Linked DNA regions of Capra hircus: region 1 is linked to region 2. A link is a contact called in public Hi-C data. All regions are on one chromosome and are shown on one strand. The core of a region is the stretch at or near the end of the contact, and the rest is flanking DNA. Distances in the headings are between cores, read along the strand shown.

The links. Hi-C and Micro-C count contacts between places; a contact is called where the count stands out from the background.
Region 1: a Hi-C map of blood shows a contact between it and region 2, with 6 times the contacts expected there. The contact joins two enhancer-like sites. A contact is called at or near these places in 3 of 5 Hi-C or Micro-C datasets (blood and liver).

Annotation. Positions count from the first base shown.
Region 1 is chr2:7,808,212-7,812,633 of ARS1.2, forward strand. It overlaps CLIC4 (chloride intracellular channel protein 4), which reads left to right. Exons shown (of 6, transcript XM_018055974.1): 4 at 3,267-3,373. Among named protein-coding and RNA genes, the nearest start is that of CLIC4, 59 kb to the left of the region's middle. Within about 2 kb of position 2,655, at least 1 of the 5 cell types and tissues checked has an H3K27ac peak or open chromatin away from gene starts, as enhancers often do.
Region 2 is chr2:7,695,558-7,699,863 of ARS1.2, forward strand. No RefSeq gene overlaps it. Among named protein-coding and RNA genes, the nearest start is that of SRRM1, 44 kb to the left of the region's middle. Within about 2 kb of position 1,889, at least 4 of the 5 cell types and tissues checked have an H3K27ac peak or open chromatin away from gene starts, as enhancers often do.

The DNA of each region.
Region 1 (4,422 bases), core at 1,405-3,904, 110 kb after region 2:
TTGTTTAGAATTTAGAGACTAATGAAAAGCTAAAATCAAGGAGTTTTTGCTTGTCTAGATAGCTATAGGTTTTAATGGAGAAACTGTCTTCTCTTCTGGGGTATTTCTTTCAGTTTCCCCCTTGCTTGAAAGAAGGAACTACTTTGCCACCCCCCACCCCGACCCCCACCAAAAGCTTTTTAAAAACTTTGAAATTTGGATTTTTAACTGAAGCAGGCTTGTATACTTGGCCCACTTACTGATAAAAGAAGAGAAGGATAGAGGAAACTAGATAATTTTGGAGAAAAGTTCTATAAACTGTTGTTAAGCCTTTTTTCTTTCTTTCCTTCTGTTTTAAGAGAAATAACAATGAAACTTGAATTTACAGGAGTAATTTAATAGACTTGTATTACCACCCTTTATTCTCATATTAACACAAGAAAGGAGAAAATGTCTGAGATTTTTCTTAAAGGATGGAAATATTCTTAGCTCAGTTCAGTTCAGTTCAGTCGCTCAGTCGTGTCCGACTCTTTGTGACCCCGTGAATCGCAGCATGCCAGGCCTCCCTGTTCATCACCATCTCCCGGCGTTCACTCAGACTCTTAGCTAGTCTACCATAAATACTAGTCAGGATGTGATACAGGATGTGAAAAAGGACTGATCTTAAATTCTCAATGCCCTGAATGTGCATGTCTGTTCTGTGATTGACACATAGCCTTTTATTAATCATTTACTTTCGTTAAATGTTAAAGTAAATGTTCATAATAGTTGAAAGGTATTGCTTAGTCAAGCAGTTTGCCAATACTACTACTAATGAATTATTAAAATCCAGTGTTTGGGGGAAATGCAGAATAGTTGACAACTGATTTTGGACCTAATGGTTTAGTATTTGATTTATCTTTTTGAACTTGATCTGTAATCAAACAAAAACAACAGCACTGGACTTGGGAACAGGAGATGTGAGTTTGATGATACTTTTATTTAATCCAGTGATTTGAGGGTAACTCTGTAAGTTTTCTGAAATATAATTTCCTTTTAGCAAAATGAGAGATTGAGGTTGAGTGGTCTCTTGTACCTATAGTATTGTATGCATTAAATTAATAATACAAGTTTAATAGTTTGTCTTAGAGAAGAATAGGGCAAGTTTCACCTGGTTTAGAGAACAGTAGTTTTTTGTTTTTTTTAAAGAGTTATATAGTATCTGTTTCCATGTAATAAAGGATACGCTGATTGCAAGTCCTACATTTTTACCTACTCATTAAGATAGGTCTCTGGTAAGTATGATTCTGTGTCTTTGTCTTTATAACCCCAGTACTTAGTACAACTTCTGACACATACCTAATTATTAGAATAAATAAATAGATGCATAAAATCAATATATAAATAATCTATAATTCAAATCTATTTCCCTGTAAGGTACTTTGAGAATTATGAAGTTTACTTCATTGGAAAAAGTAGGTACTCTTAAATATTGGTTGGGGAAAAGAAGAGTCAATTTGGAAACTTGGCTAGAGGAAGACATAGGTGTGCTGAAGAGGCGCTTTTGTTCCTTGCACCATATTTTCTTTGGAATGAGTCAATGAAGGTACTGTGTTATAAGTGGTGGAAATATTTAAACTACAGGCTGGTTATTTTTCATAGTCAAGGGAAATCCAGGGATGTTGAAGCTGGAATTAACTGTTTCAGCTCAGGCAGGGGGGAAAAAAAGGAGAGCGAGAGATTGAAAAAGTTTTCTGTAGTTAACAGGAAAAAAAACATGTTATATATGTATATATATAAACACACACATCACACACATATATAATATACATATACATACACTGAGGTGAAATTTATTTACTGTAATCATTCACTGAAAAGCTCATTATGTAGTTAATTTAACTTCTAATTATAAAGAACCTTTCAAGCTTAAAAATAGATGTTAAAAAGGAAATAACTTGAGCATATAAGTATTCAATAGATATTTTATATTCTCCTTCCCAGTATAGTACTATGTCTAATTTAGAAGATATCTTTTTTGAATTTAAAATGGTAAACATGAAAAATAAGAATATAAAAACTAGCCTGAAACTACAACTTTCAACTGGACTAAATTTTTTTCCTAAAAATTTTTTTGTTTTCAATTTAAAGAAAAGTGGCAAGAAAGCATCTTAAAATGCATGAATAAATCGGTTCAATAAAGCTAGTTCAATGTAAGATTTTTTTCCTGTTGTTTTACTGCCCCAGTCCATCTTCCAGGGAAGTTTTGCAGGGCTTTTAAGAAAAGAACAGTCTTTCCTAAGGTGGTGCTAAGAGTCTGAATTTCTCTAGTTCCGACGAGTTGCTGCACTCTGCTGAAGGGAGAAGTAAAGAATTGGGCTTTTTCATGTGTATTTTCCAATTTAAGGAAGAAATAAAAATTAAGTATGTGTATTTGAAATTTAAGTGTATAAAATACATGTGTGTGTGTCTTTTTAAAAAAGCTGTTGTGTCATGAAATGTCTCTTCTCAAAGTAGAAAGACTTTGTAATAACACAGCAGAGCACTTGTTAGCAAAATTCTGATGTCTTATTTTTCTGTTGCTCAGTGTCACCCTTACAGTATTTCGTATATGGGAAGCTTCGGAAAGTCTTGAATGTAGGGCTAAAGTGAATGATGGGCCTCCTGCTGTTCTTGTCCTTGACCTAGATTTGGCCAGTCCAGATTCTTTTCCTACTGCCAGGGTTCTGTGGCACTGTTGTGCACGGCTGGCTCAGTGCATGGCATACCAAAGATGTCTGTTTGGCATTCCTATCTGAGAAAGCTCTGCAGTTGAAATGTTGCTAGTGCAACTGAGGAAATGAGTTTTAACTTTATTATGATTAATTTAGATTCCTATTTGGATAGCCTCAAGTCGCTAACGGCTACCATATTGGACAATTCAGATATATAATATCTCCGTCAGCACAGAAAGTTCTCTTGGACAGTTCTGCTCTAGAGTTCTCTTACTAAGACGCCCATTGGCTTGGCACCACTCTCTGAACAAGTAGACTGTTTTCCCAGAATTTTAATTTATAAAATGAAGATGGGGTGCGGATGCCCTTTGGATGCCAAGAATACTAATATGTGAACAAAAGCACTGTGCAGAACTTTGTTTCCTAAGGAAAAAGCACATCTTAAAAATACTGTGGAAAGCTGATGATGGCATTTCTTAGAGTGATAACTGTTAAAAGACGTCTAGTAACTACTAGCACAATGGTTTGATTGAGAGAATTTATGCTAATGTATCTTTGGAGGCTCTATAATCCATTATTACATTTTTCATTTAGGTACTTAAAGCTTTCACCAAAACACCCAGAATCAAATACTGCTGGAATGGACATCTTTGCCAAATTCTCTGCATATATCAAGAATTCAAGGCCAGAGGCTAATGAAGGTAAAAAAAAAAAAAAAACCCAAGTGGTTGAATTAGCAGTGTAGAACCAGTCCCTCCTACCTACCCCCCAAAAAACCTCCAAAACTAAACAAAAAAGAGGAACAAAGATCAGAATACCCTATTATGACAATGATTATAAATGATTACTTTGGAGGCCATTCCTTAAAGTGTTAAAAACTAGCTTTCAGAGTTGATCAGAGATTTGGTGATAAACCAGAGTAAGTCCTAACATTGTTCTTTTTCTCTGTTTCTTGTTGATTAACTATGCCTAGCATAAAGTGGGTGTGTGATTAAATGTTTATTGAATGAATTTGTTCTTATATTCTTCTGAGAAGTTACCATGAAGGGAGCTATACAGAAAATTACACTGTCTCAGAAACAATGGATTGGGTGGTTGTAGTGGTTGGAATAGATTGATAAAGCTTAACTTAAACTATTACTGAAGCTTTTGTTTATTGTTGAGTGCCAGGAACCTAAAGTCAGCCTGGGTGGATTTTTGTGCTGATTACCCTAATGAGCAGTTTTTGAAGTTGCTCTAAGAGAGCATTTGGACACACCAGCCTTGGAAAGATCTCTGTATCCTAAAACTAAGGTTTTCCCTTCAAGTCCTATTTTCCTGGTGAGAGTGGTTTGTGTAATACAGATGCTACCTCCTTCTTTTATTTATTAAAGGACACTGTCTTATTTCATTTAGCAAACTTACATATAGTAAAAGGGAAGTCTCTTTAGAAGAGGTGCCATTGAATGAACCTTGTCCTAACTACACCGTTCAGTTGCTTCCCCTTTTCTTCTCTTTGGGATGTTAAGCATTGTTCTTTTTGCCAAAAACTATATATAGAGAGAGCATTTAGTTCAGTTCAGTTCAGTCTCTTAGTTGTGTCCGACTCTTTGCGACCCCGTGAATCGCAGCACACCAGGCCTCCCTGTCCATCACCGTCTCCCGGAGTTCACTCAAACTCAAGTCCATCGAGTCGGTGATGCCATCCAGCCATCTCATCCTCTGTCGTCCCCTTCTCCTCCTGCCCCCAATCCCTCCCAGCATCAGAGTC
Region 2 (4,306 bases), core at 639-3,138:
GTCTCGGAGGCTGCCTGTGTTTTCCATCACACAGCACTCCCTCTTGGTGCTGACAGGAGCACAAGGGGGGAGCGGGGCGGGGCAGAACCGGGAATGCAGAGACAGGATCGCAAGAGACTGAACACTTGCTAGTTCTTCACAGTGGAAACTGACACAACACGGCAAAGCAACTAGATGCCAATAAAAATTAATAAAATAAATAAATTAGCTATCAGCTCAGTTCAGTTCAGTTCAGTCGCTCAGTCGTGTCCAACTCCTTGTGACCCCATGGACTGCAGCACGCCAGGCCTCCCTGCCCATCACCAACTCCCGGAGTCCACCCAAACTCATGTCCATTGAGTCGGTGATGCCATCCAACCATCCCATCCTCCGTGGTCCCCTTCTCCCCCTGCCCCCAACCCCCGCCCCTCCCCGGGCATCTGGGTCCTTTCAAATGAGTCAGCTCCCCACATCAGGTGGCCAAGGTATTGGAGTGTCAGCTTCAGCAACAGTCCTTCCAATGAATCTTCAGGACTGATCTCCTTCAGAATGGACTGGTTGGATCTCCTTGCAGTCCAAGGGACTCTCAAGAGTCTTCTCCAACACAACAGTTCAAAAGCATCAATTCCTCAGTGCTCAGCCTTCTCTATAGTCCAACTCTCACATCCATACATGACTACTGGAAAAACCACAGCCCTGACTAGAGATATATTTATACAGCATAGAGAATACAGCCAATAGTCTAAAATAACTTTACACAGAGTATAAGCTATACAATTCGGAATCACTATGCTGTACACCTGAAACTAATATTATACTGCAAATTGACTATACCTCACTAAAAAAAAAGGGTTTTCCTTGCAGCTCAGTTGGTAAAGAATCTGCCTACAATGCAGGAGACCTGGGTTCGATTCCTGGGTTGGGAAGATTCCCCTGGAGAAGGAAATGGCCACCCACTCCAGTATCCTTGCCTGGAGAATCCCATGGACTGTAGCCTGCCAGGCTCCTCTGTCCATAGGGTAGCAAGAGTCAGACACGACTTAGCAACTACACCACCACCACTAAAAAAATGGCCTCCCAGGTGGCGCTAGTGATAAACAACCTGCCTGCCAACACAGGAGACCTAAGGTATGTGGGTTCCATCCCTGGGTCAGGAAGATCCCCTGGAGAAGGAATCCCCCACTCAGACCGTGTGATTTTGTTCAGGGCCCTTCCCCTCTCCCAAAACCCACTTCAACATTCTTGTCTGAAGAATCCCATGGATAGTGGAGCCTGGCAGGCTACAGTCCATGGGGTCACAAGGAGTTGGATCTGACTGAAGCAACTTAGCACACACTGGGTGTGTGCGTGTATACACACACACACACACACACACACATACAGACAATAATTTGGAAAAAAGAAAGAAAGAAAGAAAACAATGCTATACACTTACTAGTTCTGTGGCCAGGGCAAAAATCTCCCATTTCACTGAGCCTCAGTTTCCTTTTCTTTAAAATGGGGCTAATGGTTCTCATCTGAATTGTGAGGACTTGGGGGGGGGGCGGTCGGGGGTGGGGAATATTCGTAGCAAGGGTGTGTAAGTGATTATCTCTTTTGTACTTCAGAGCGGTCTAAATGAAGAGACTGTTGTTTTTCTTAATCCCAGAGCAGGGGCTGGGCCAGGAAGTAGGCAGGCCGATCAGGGTGGGCCAAGTGTCCCAGAGAGGCTGTTTCCACACTTGGCGTCCACCAAGTCCCCTGGAAAGGAAGAGACAGGGCAAGAGGAAAGGCTCAAGCCCCGGATTCTTCTTTAGAACTTCCCTCCTCCCCGGGGCCTCCAGGGGAAGAGCAACTCTGAACTGTCACCACCGAGTTCCAGGCATTCCAAAGGGCTCAGCGGAGAGGAAGGCTGTCATCGCCAAGCCAGCAGCAGCCAGAGAGAGGCCCGGAAGGGCTGGCGGAAATCCAGGCCTCGCAGCCTCCGTCCTCGCCCAGCCCTTGTCTCACTGTCCTACCCGAGGCCCAGCCAGAGCCCAGTCCTCCCAAGAGGAGCCGCGGACCGAAGACCCCAGCAGTGATGGCCCGGCGCCCAACCTTCCCGAGCGGCAGCTTTAAGGGCAACTGGGATTTGGACTCAGGGCGCCCAGCTTCTGTTGTGGTCCAGTCCTCTCCCCTCTCTGGATCTCAGTGTCCCCGCTGTGGACCAGGAATGTCAGGGAAGGGCACCGCAGTCCTGGGGTGAAGTCAGAGGCCCTGCTCCCCTGTCACAAAGTGCCCCTCTCATCCTTTTTCCCAGGCTGCCCTCTGGGTCGTGGCCACAGTCCTCCAGCCCAGGGATTCCACGCGCACGCCAGCTTTATAATTCTGTATCTCTGATGCTTCCTGAATTCTAGGTCTGTCTTGCTCCCAGTTAGGCTGAGAGGTCCTTAAGGCTGAGAGTATGGGGGCCTGCTCGGTTCTCTGCTCCCCTCAGAGCCTAGCCCAGCACAGAGTGAACCTCAGGCCTCTTTACTGATTGTGCTGCTGGGCCATCCTGGGGGCCCCTGATGGACACTCAGTCCACTCCCAGAGCCTGCTGGAAAGAGTTCTGGCCACACAGAGGGGGCAATCCTGCCTTCTGACCGCAGCTGCCCCCACTCAGACTGCGTGATTTTGTTCAGCCCCCTTCCCCTCTCCCAGAAGCATCCATGGCTCTTTGAAACGTGCTCAATGGAGACCCAGGGAACACTGTGGCTCCAAGCAGAGTGAGCAGTGTGTATTCCTGGGTGGTGGGGTGAGGCCCAGGGCAGGAGCTGGCACTTCAGACCTCAACATCACCCTGCCCCCAGAGCTGCTCTGCCCTTCACTATTAATTTGTATGCATTGGGCAGACCTGGGATTTCTGTTGTGTGTGTGTGTTTAAGGCTTTCCCGGGGCAAAACTGATTCACAATAAACTGCCATATTTAATATGTATACACTTTTGGCCTTCTCTGATGGTCCAGTGGATAAGAAAGTGAAAGTTGCTCAGTTGTGTCCGACTCTTCATGACCCCATGGACTATACAGTCCATGGACTTCTCCAGGCCAGAATACTGGAGTGGGAAGACTTTCCCTTCTCCGGGGGAATCTTCCCAACCCAGGGATCAAGCCCAGGTCTTCCACATTGCAGGCGGATTCTTTACCAGCTGAGCCACAAGGGAAGCCCAAGAATACTGGAGTGGGTAGCCTATCCCTTCTCCAGCAATCTCCCCGGTCCAGGAATTGAATCGGGGTCTTCTGCATTGCGGGCAGATTCTTTTCCAGCTGAGCTCTCAGGGAATCCGCCCGCCAGTGCAGGCTGGGTCCCTGGTCTGGGAAGATCCCGTATGCTGTGGGGCAGCTAAGCCCATGCGCCACAAGTGTGGAGCCTCTGCTCTCGAGCCAGCGCTCTGCAACAAGAGAAGTCATCAAAATGGGAAGCTGGTGTACTGTAACAAAGACCCAGAGAAACCAAAAACAATAAAAAAAAAAAAAAGAAAGTGTACGCTTTGATAAGTTTTGACATATATGTACACGCAGGAAACCATCTACAATCACGAGGGAGGAGGTATCCATCCCCCTCAAAACTTGCCCCGTGCCCCTTTCCAGTTCCCCCTGTTACCCAAGAACCACCAATCTGCTTTCTGTCACCGCACATCAGTGGTCATCTTCGACATTTTTTTTTATGTAAATAGACTCACCCAGTACGGTCTCCTTTTTGTCTGGTTTCTTGCACTCAGCCTAATCCCTCTGAGGCTCATCTATGCGGGGACAGGTTATCAGTAGCCCCATTCCTTTTCAGGGCTGCCTGCTGTTCTGTTCTATGGAGGCACCACCGTTGTTAACCCACTGACCTGTTGATGAGCATTTGGGTTATTTCCAGTTTTTAGCTATTGCAAATGCATGTTCCTGCTATGAGTGTTCCAGTTCACGTGATTTTATCTGAAAAAGTTGCACTATTAAAAGAAACAAAAGAGCTAGGGGATTTCCCTGGTAATCCAGTGGTTAAGAATGTGCCTTGCAAAGCAGAGGATGCAGGTTTAGACCCCTGGTCTGGAAACAAACATTTCACATGCTGTGGAGCTGCTAAGCCCACACCACAACTTCAAAGTCCCTGTGGCACAACTAGAGAGTCCCTGCGCCACAGTGAAAGAACTGCAGGACGCGGCAAAGACCCCTCATGCGCCAATTAAGACCTGATGCCGCGAAATACATCAATGAGTGCATAAATAAATGGTTTAGTAGGTATTGCTGTTGTTCAGCCGCTAAGTCGTGTTGGAGTCTTTGCAACCTCATGGACTGCAGCATGCTGAGCTTCCCTGTCCTTCACCATCTCCCGGAGTTTGC